Regions from separate parts of the Anas platyrhynchos genome. Here region 1 is linked to region 2. A link is a contact called in public Hi-C data. All regions are on one chromosome and are shown on one strand. Each heading gives the region's core, a stretch centred on a gene start, on an enhancer-like site or on the middle of the called end of the contact. The rest is flanking DNA. Distances are from core to core; before and after follow the strand shown.

Region 1 (4,182 bases), core at 1,185-3,684, 140 kb before region 2:
TATGAAGCAACTTACACAAAAGCATGCGCAACACACCCACAGCATACCTGCTCTGGCTAGCACTTGGTTGGCCTGATCACTCACAAGCTGTGTTACTCTGGCTCTCAGAGCATCAATAGTCTCTTGCATTGCTTTAATTCTAACACGCAGGTTGTTGTTTTCTGTTTGCAGCATGGCATTTTCATGAAACATGTCATTGATGCTTTCAACGCCTTCTTCATCTATAATCCTTTTACCCTTGAGGAAACACATATATTATTACTAGTAAATGCTGACCTACACTTTTTTTTTTCTTTTAAACTTAGCAAAGACAAGCCACAGATTGCTTAAAATTCCACATAGATATGCATAGCAAAAGATATTATTCTCTCAAAGAGTTTAAAACAGTATGGATAGTTTTTAAAGCACTGATGTCTGGCCAACATCATTTGGATCCTGCCTGCACAGCTCCATATTAGCCTGAAATACAAGTTCTTGAGGAGGTTAAGAAATGAAAAGTCAATGTGTATTAAATCAGGATACTCTCTCAAGTATAACAGAGGAAGATGATGCTATTTGGTAACCACATTTACTGCTGAAAGCATTATCTTTAGTTTAAATTTTCAGGAAGAAATGGGCATTGTAAAGTATAAGTATTTAGCTTGTATAATTTAAAAATTATTTTTAAAACACAAATACTTCTAGCTCTCTATTCAGTTTTAAAGCAGTACATAATGACTGTTCACATATTCCTTCATGTGCCAATTTAAACTGTGATCGTTTTCACTTTGAAAGTGACTATTTCTCATCACTAAGAATGAGAGCATCTGGTAATGACTCGAAGTGCTTTATAAGTTAGTGTTATTACTCAATATTTTTAGTGTGTGAAATGGAACCAGCCAACAGAAAACAAGCTGTAGAACTATAACCACAAGAAGAGCAGAAAAAATCCTAAAAGGATACACTTACTGTTTTGTATTCCATGAGCTCCATCTGTAGCCGTGTAATCTCACTGCGCAAAGCATTTATTTGTTGACTAGCCCTGTCCTGATTAACCATCACCTTGTTCTTGATGTTTCGTGCTCGATTCGCATACTTCAACGTGTTCAAGGTTTCCATGAAGTCTCGATCTGACGGGCTCACACACGCTATCATGAGAGTTTGACTGCAAGTTACAAACATAGATTAGCTTTACAAATCAAGAACAAAAAGAGTACAGAGGCTAACAGGTCTTCATATGGAAGGTGAAAAAAGGAATAATGATTTCATGACACTTGTGAGAATTTTCTAGACCTAGCTCACTGTAGCAGGAGACTGGCAACCACAAAGTTCCAGCACTGTAATACCTCGTATCACCCTAGCATAGTATAAGAGAGAGATCATTAATTGTTCTACATATAAAATTATAAAAGCAATTAACTGATGTTCCTAGAAATCTTTTTCAAATTATACTCGGTTTTCCTAACCCCATGTAAACTGAGATTAAAGTACTTAAAGGCAACCTGAGGCCTCAAATAGTGATTGGATCGTGTTAGTTGCCAGGACTCATTAATTCATGAGGTGCCTTCCCACTTAATCTGGAAGCTGCCCAAACACTCATCTTCAGCTGCCTGTATGTGCCCAGAACGTCATAAAATATCTGTCTTCCACCTATACTTTTCTACTGAGATTCAAACTGCCTAAATTCTTCAGCTCCAAGTATCTGCTATACCAAAAGAAGCCCAAAAGATAGTACTTATCCTCAGTAGACCTGACAAGAAATGTATTAATTCCAAGTTTTGCAACACCACTTAAGCTTGGAGCACTTCTGTAAAAAGGAGCAATAGTTGAGCTCCATGCCCAAGACAAACAACCACTTTCTGGGCTCCTCTACACCCTCTAGCCATCCCATCTTGGGATATACAAGGTGAGAACATGCTACCTGCTCCAAGAAAAAGACTGGGAAAGAAAAGGTGGAAAAAAAGGAAAGAAAAAAAATGCCTTTCACTCCAGCATAATGTTTTAGTTATTCGCCTAGGGGTCAGAGCCAGAACTTCAGCTGTAGATCCTAGCTTAATGGCACCAATATGTCCTAAATTCTCAACAGACAGGGGAAAACACATATATAGGAGGTGACTGGCTCATCCCCAGCAGGCTTTAGAGGAACGTGCTTCTCTTTGTTGTACGTGGAAGCTTAGGTGGTTGTGTTAGGAGTGCAATGTCTTCAGGGCAACGGAGCAGTATCTGCATTAGGCAGACTGGATCTGATCTTCACCTTCTGTAATTTCAGATCAAGAAAAACAAATTACTCCTTGAAACCCTTTGTGAGGCAAGCGATTAAATTTGCCTTACACACTGGGAAACTAAACTAAAAAGAGTAACTAGCCTGAGGACATGGGAAAGGTTCAGTATATAAAGGACTAGGCTTCTGCAATTCTCTCTCAGACCTCCTGTGCACCATTGCATCACCTCCCCAGACTTGTGGAGTTTAGTCATAAAGATAAGAACATGCTAGATTAAGGAAATAATAATAATTCTGAGATCAGAACTACTTGTACTTTCAGTTCAGAATTTGATTCCTTTTCTAAGCCTCAGACAACTGGTTCTGCTAGCTTTCTTAAAAACTGAGCAACTCAAACTCCACTTTCCTATCTGCATTTTGTAGTGGACTCATTTTTAAATGCCATTCTACTCCTTTTATTTTTCCAGTTTTTAAAATGCCTCCCTGAAATCTAGGGCATGCTCCATATTTTAACTTGAATAATTCAAGAAACATTAATGCTTAAATGTTGCTTCAGAACTGTTACAGAATTATATATGTATTCTAACCTGAATATATATTCTATCTTTTAACCTGAATCACTATAGCAAATCTTTTTAAGTATTCGCAAAAGAGAAAGGATAATGTGGACTGTAGTACCTGGGGTGGAATTTGGAAAGCTATGGAAAAGACTAGCAGGAATCTAATCATCTGATTTCCCAGAGGAAAAAAAATGCATGTTGATTAAAATTTAGCTTTCCCACAGTTCGTTTGCTAAAGCACGGATATGAAATTTTAAGTTGTGTTATAATATGCAACTCTTCCTTAACAACAAACTACTAATTTTTCCTGCCTTATCATGTATATTACATAAATAAAAATGAGGGATGGAAGAAAAAAAAATTAACATCAGGCAGGAACAGAAATAATATATCTTCCTGTCCTTGTAAATGCTCTGGAACTGCATTTGCTATCTGCACATTTTACTGTAAACTGTGATTTCTCTTGAAGTACAGAAGAGGGAGCAGTTGAGCTACCAAACAAAAAGTGTTTTCAGTCAAATTAAAATAATATTTCAGTAAAAATGCAATTTTAGAAGCGGCTTGAAAAGTGACTATTGGCTGGTGTATTTGATATAAAATTAGTCAAGAAATGCTATTTGTAAAGTTATTTCCAGAAACAGCTTGGAAGTCATGCGCTCAGTTTCTCCTGATTTTTCCCTATTATTGGGTTTCTTCCTCTGTTAAACACTTTTGAAAATCCTAGCCTTTATTTTACCCATTTTTTATGTGTCTCTGCTGCAATAGTGCAGGCTGTTACTGAAGTTATATCTCTGAAGAACAGAGAAGTGATTTAAGAGATCTCCTCCACTTCTCCCTATTCTTTTGTGAAATGCCCAGAATACTTCCTGCCCCCTAGGACAGCAGATTAAACAGAGGAATAAACGTACTACCTTGCTAAAACATACTTAACTATGGTCCCTTTTGTGTTTCTACATGTTCATGGTGCATGTTTGCTTAGAGCTTCCAGAGCCCAAGCCTCTCTTCCTGGTCTCTATGCAATACATATACTGAGGAGGCTCTTACAAACAGTTCTGGTGACACAGTTGTTTGACTTAGAGATGATCAGCGCCAGATATCTGGACATATCCGCAATATCCTGAGATAGACAACCTTTATGAAAAGACAGCAGTATATGTGCTAAGCTGCCTTGCTCAGCAACAAAGGGCACTTTGTGCAAGGAGAACTGGCCGCATGAAGCTCCTGCTCATGGTGATCAGAGCAGACAGCGAGCCTGTGCTCACAAGGGCAGCAGTCTGAGCTAGACAATCTAATTTGCAAATGTGGTTGCAAATGGGCTCCCTAGCTAATAGATGGCAACACATGCTGACGCAAGCCAGTGGAGATCCAGGGAGAGACATCAGCCAACAATAGAACTTTCCTGAGAGGTAAGGCTGACATCAA
Region 2 (4,393 bases), core at 130-2,629:
AGCTTTAGCTTTGGGCCACCCGCCTCACACATTCTGCTGTGATGTGCTGTCTCGAGAGAAGGAGAATTGACTCTCTCCATATCCCAGACTGACCTTGCTAGCATGTTTTTCCTGAAACGGTATCTTAAAGCTGCTTCAGAAGTAGTAGTTATGCTTAATTCTGCATTCTGTGCTTGGGAGTTGGATGTTTGGGGAATATTTCGTGAGTAAATGCTTAATTCTGCATTCTGTGCTTGGGAGTTGGATGTTTGGGGAATATTTCGTGAGTAACTTTTCTTTGTGTTTGAGCTCAAATTTCAGATGTGGAGTCACCACTCAGCAGCCCCTCACCCAGCTACTCACCAAGACAGACAGAAAGCTGTTTCAGCTCTAGTCCTGACATGGTGAGCGCTGCTCCCTGATGAGTTTACAGGGGCTCATTTGAATGACATCTGTATGTCTGTGCACATCTAAGGGTGGTTGCAGCTGGAATCTTATTTATGGTTTTGTTTTGTACAAGGCAACCTCATATGTGAGCAAAACAAGAAATGATTAGATGTAAATTTTCCTAAGCAGTTAAACAGCCCCATGGTCTGGTCTCTTGACAATACAGAGCCTAGTGGAATTACAATAACACAACTGTGGAAAGATGCAAAGCAAGCTTCTCCTTTCTTCCTTGGGGTGTTGCTGCCTTACTTTAAGTGCCAGGAAGGGAGGAGGATTTGACACTGTGTGTGTTTTCAGCCAGTACTAAACAAAAAAGGCCATAATATATAAATAAAAAAATATGTATGACAGGAAAGATCCACCTTACCCACCTTCTTTCCAACATAAGCCAGGAGCACGCTCCTGCAGGAAGAGCACAAAAATCCAACAGACACTTCTGGCCTTTCAGTTTATTTCATAATGTAATTGGGGGATGATTGTTGACTTAGTTATGGAACTGCTTTAACAGTTACTCACACAGTTCTGTTCATGCAGTCTGAAAAGGAAGACACAGCCAAGAAGAAGTATGTGGACAAACGGTGTTACCAGACAGGCAATGCCAACACCTCCGGCTCAGCAAGCCCCAAGGCCCCTCACAGTGGACCTGAGCCTCTCCAGCACTGCAGGAGTTTGACCAGGGTGGAAGACAACTATCTTCAGCAGAAACACACTACTTCACATGCCACAGAGGAGGCAAATAAAGACCAGGCTGCCCCAGGTGAGGGCAGCTCCTTACACCAAACCCGTAAAAAAGAGCACGTCAGTGCCAGTACGAGGCGTGATGGTTGGTCACAGACTGAAAGCTGTGCCCCAGAAGCAGGGAGGGTGGATGTTGCCACCCAGTGTGACACCATGCGGGTGTGCAGCTGTGGGAGCTCCCTCCTGTCTGCCCGCAGCCCCGAGGGGCTCCCTCCTCCCGGCACCACTGGAGGGCACAAAATGCCAGAGCATGAGGCAATGCAGCCTGCAGGCACAGGCAGCGCAGCAGGAAAGGCAGCGTTTTCTTCTGAAGCCGAGTATCTGAGTTTGGCAGACAAAACAACTCTAGAGGTTCTGAACTACATCGATGTCATGAAGGAGAGAGAAAAGCAGTGAGCAAATAGAATGGCCTGTAAGGGATACTGAAATAATACTTCGAAGTTTTGTCTTGTTCTAAGTAGGTTTAATTTAATTGTCATATCTTGATTTGTCTAGCCTGGCTAGACAAAATATTGTTGTTATAACTTATTGTTGTTACTTATACATTATTACTTACTTTGGATCTCTATCTACCTTCTCCAACTATGGATTTCTGTAAACCTCTGACTGTTAACAACGATTTTACAACAGCTTATTGAACATAAACCTTAGGAACTAGATTTGCTTCCCCACCATATACCTGTAGGATTGTGTGTTTTGAGGATGATTTTGCTTCTCAGGAAGGTAGTGGAGAGATTCAATTTCACTTCAAGACACATTTGATGTGACTCTTAGTTCAGAACTACTGTCTGATTTTTACCCATTTTAACAGGCAAACTAGCCTTTGCCCTATGTTTGTACTAAATATGAAAATGAAAACATAAAAGTGACACAGAAAATGCAGATCTGCACACATAAAATAAAAGGTACTTTTAAAGGAACTAATTTATTATTTTTTAACAAAACAAACAACAACAACAAACCCAAATGCTTAAACTTCCTTCCACAGCAGTCTATTGATTAGTCTCTGTTAATACTGTTAATACTGACTGTTAATACTGACAAATCTTTTATGTGTTTCTGCGTTTTGCCAGCAGGTTGAAAATATGAAATGATTCTTTTTCCTTATTACAGTATTCGTTTGAAGCTACAAATAACAAATAAAGTTTCCTGATAATATTGTTTCTAGGCTATATTCTTTCCATTTAAAATAGTTCCTAGTAAAGATGACTCACTGTGTTGTGGACACCTTCTGCTTATATTTCCATACATCCTTCCATAAATGCATGTAAGCTATGTTTCAGGCTAGTCCTTACACACTGCAGGTCAGTTTCTTTTATTTCTACTTTTTGTAATGAAAGGTCTTGTGGATGTCGGGATGTGTATCATCCAGCACCGAAGAGATCCTTCACCATTCTTTGTCTCAGTTCTCATCATCAAACTAACGGCTGTGTTTTCTGCCGGGTTTTATATTTGAAACCAAAAGGCAGTCTACACTGCTGAACAGTTTGCAGGTTTATAGCTACACCATGTTAAAAATAGCATCTCTCGGAAATGTCAGTGGACTTTTCTTCACTTTGAAGAAAATAGCATTGTCTTTTGTACATAAAAATTGCATACACAGGAAGTGGCTTCACAGCCGGACTTCTGAAATGTGGAACTATCATTTAGCCAATTCACCGCCCACTTCCTAAGGCTTGACATAAGCGGATTTTCTTTTTTAGGTTGCCTCAATTTATTGTCAAAGCAAGCTCCCTAGTCATTTCTTTAGCTGAAACTGCAATGATCATCTTCTTCACAGGGGGTATAATTTATCTGAATAATGCTCGTGATTTGCTGAAAGCTCAGCAGTTACCAGTATTTTGTGAGGCGCAGTTGTTCACTCAGCGTTATGAAACTTGCTCAAACTGTGCCACACGAGCCTGATGGCTGGAATTAGGACATTTCCAAGGCAAGCATTGTCCCAGCTACACCCTGTACATCACCTGGCTGAGTCTTGCAGTGAGTGAAGCTACCGCAATTCGGGCAGATATATATGCTCTGCAGGGCGAGGCAGATTCCCAGTCTGTTCCAGTGAACCTAGTGGGCAAAGAGGGCAGGTCTGAACTGGGACAGGAGGACTGGTAGCACTGCATGGACCAGTGCAGGTGTTTCAAAGGAAGCAACACCTCCTTAGTAAGTTACTTCTCACATCTCACACAATTTAAAGCCTCTTACTGGCTGTAGCTTATTTTCTCCACTGCACTGACGCCACCGTAGAGAAGCTTTTAAAATCAGCCAGGTCTCAGGCTGGATTGCACCATTTCCCAGTAAGGGCTGAAAATATGCAGCTTGGAGCCAGACACAAATTTTCTGACTGCATGCAAGAGTTGCACACTTCTCTCTAACATGGTAATGCAGCACTTGGGTTATGTCAATCAAAGCAGACCATCATGTTCCAAAGTCTTTGGCTGAGAGCCTATAAAATCCAATTGCTTTGCAATTTTTACCTGTGATTACAAACCAACCGCAAGGATAAAAACTATCTCTGTAGCGGTATGTGTGCTGGCGATGATGATAAATAAACCAGCATGTTCTTTTAAGCCACTGGAGGAGTATTTTAAAGTATTTATGTGACTGTTATTGCATTAGAAGAGAACCATGCCTCCTCCTTATCTCAGTGTCAGTCTCCCACTGCGCTCAGGAGCTTTCTTTCACCTCTGATTTCTTGTGACTTTTGGAAAGAGCTGAGCTCGGTTTGGCAGGAGTCTCCTCTGTCTGGAGTGGCAGCCTCCAATCCTGATTCCTTCAGGTGACATTTGAGCAGTTGGTGCTATTTAGCCACCAGTACTATGACCATCACCCATCACACACATCCCGTCACCACAAGCTTTCTCTGAGGCAAGGACAGACACAGAGCTGCTCCTTTTTCATCCATAGTAACCTTCCTAGAAGAGTGATGAGCCTCTGGGGAGGCCACAGGAACGTACGTTGTTTAACTGCATTCAGTGAGAATCAATTACAAAATGAGTTTTGCTGGGAAAAAGGACAGAAGTGTACCTGTAATTAACCAAAATTAATTTGTTAATTTGTTGTATTGGTGCTTGAATATTTACAAATAAATATGGATGGAAAGACGGCTTCTCTTACTGAAAATACTACCCCAAGCTTCAGTCCCAAGCAATTTTGATGTGCAGCTGGTAACCTGTTTTTCCTATCAAACCAACTCTAATTACAGTAGCGTGCAAGGTAAGGATTCAGACAAAGTTTT

What was found. A called contact is a pair of places that touch in the nucleus more often than the background predicts.
Region 1: a Hi-C map of F1 follicle shows a contact between it and region 2, with 4 times the contacts expected there. The contact joins two enhancer-like sites. A contact is called at or near these places in 3 of 8 Hi-C or Micro-C datasets (F1 follicle, liver and subcutaneous adipose tissue).

The regions. Positions count from the first base shown.
Region 1 is chr1:15,808,988-15,813,169 of IASCAAS_PekinDuck_T2T, reverse strand. KIF21A (kinesin family member 21A) reads right to left here. Exons shown (of 37, transcript XM_027458910.2): 8 at 949-1,144; 9 at 48-237. Among named protein-coding and RNA genes, the nearest start is that of KIF21A, 42 kb to the right of the region's middle. Within about 2 kb of position 2,434, at least 1 of the 8 cell types and tissues checked has an H3K27ac peak or open chromatin away from gene starts, as enhancers often do. A contact at or near this core is called in F1 follicle, where this site is marked.
Region 2 is chr1:15,671,212-15,675,604 of IASCAAS_PekinDuck_T2T, reverse strand. It overlaps REDIC1 (regulator of DNA class I crossover intermediates 1), which reads left to right. Exons shown (of 13, transcript XM_072032736.1): 12 at 301-383; 13 at 961-2,327. The coding sequence ends at 1,560. Among named protein-coding and RNA genes, the nearest start is that of REDIC1, 18 kb to the left of the region's middle. Within about 2 kb of position 1,379, at least 3 of the 8 cell types and tissues checked have an H3K27ac peak or open chromatin away from gene starts, as enhancers often do. A contact at or near this core is called in F1 follicle, where this site is marked.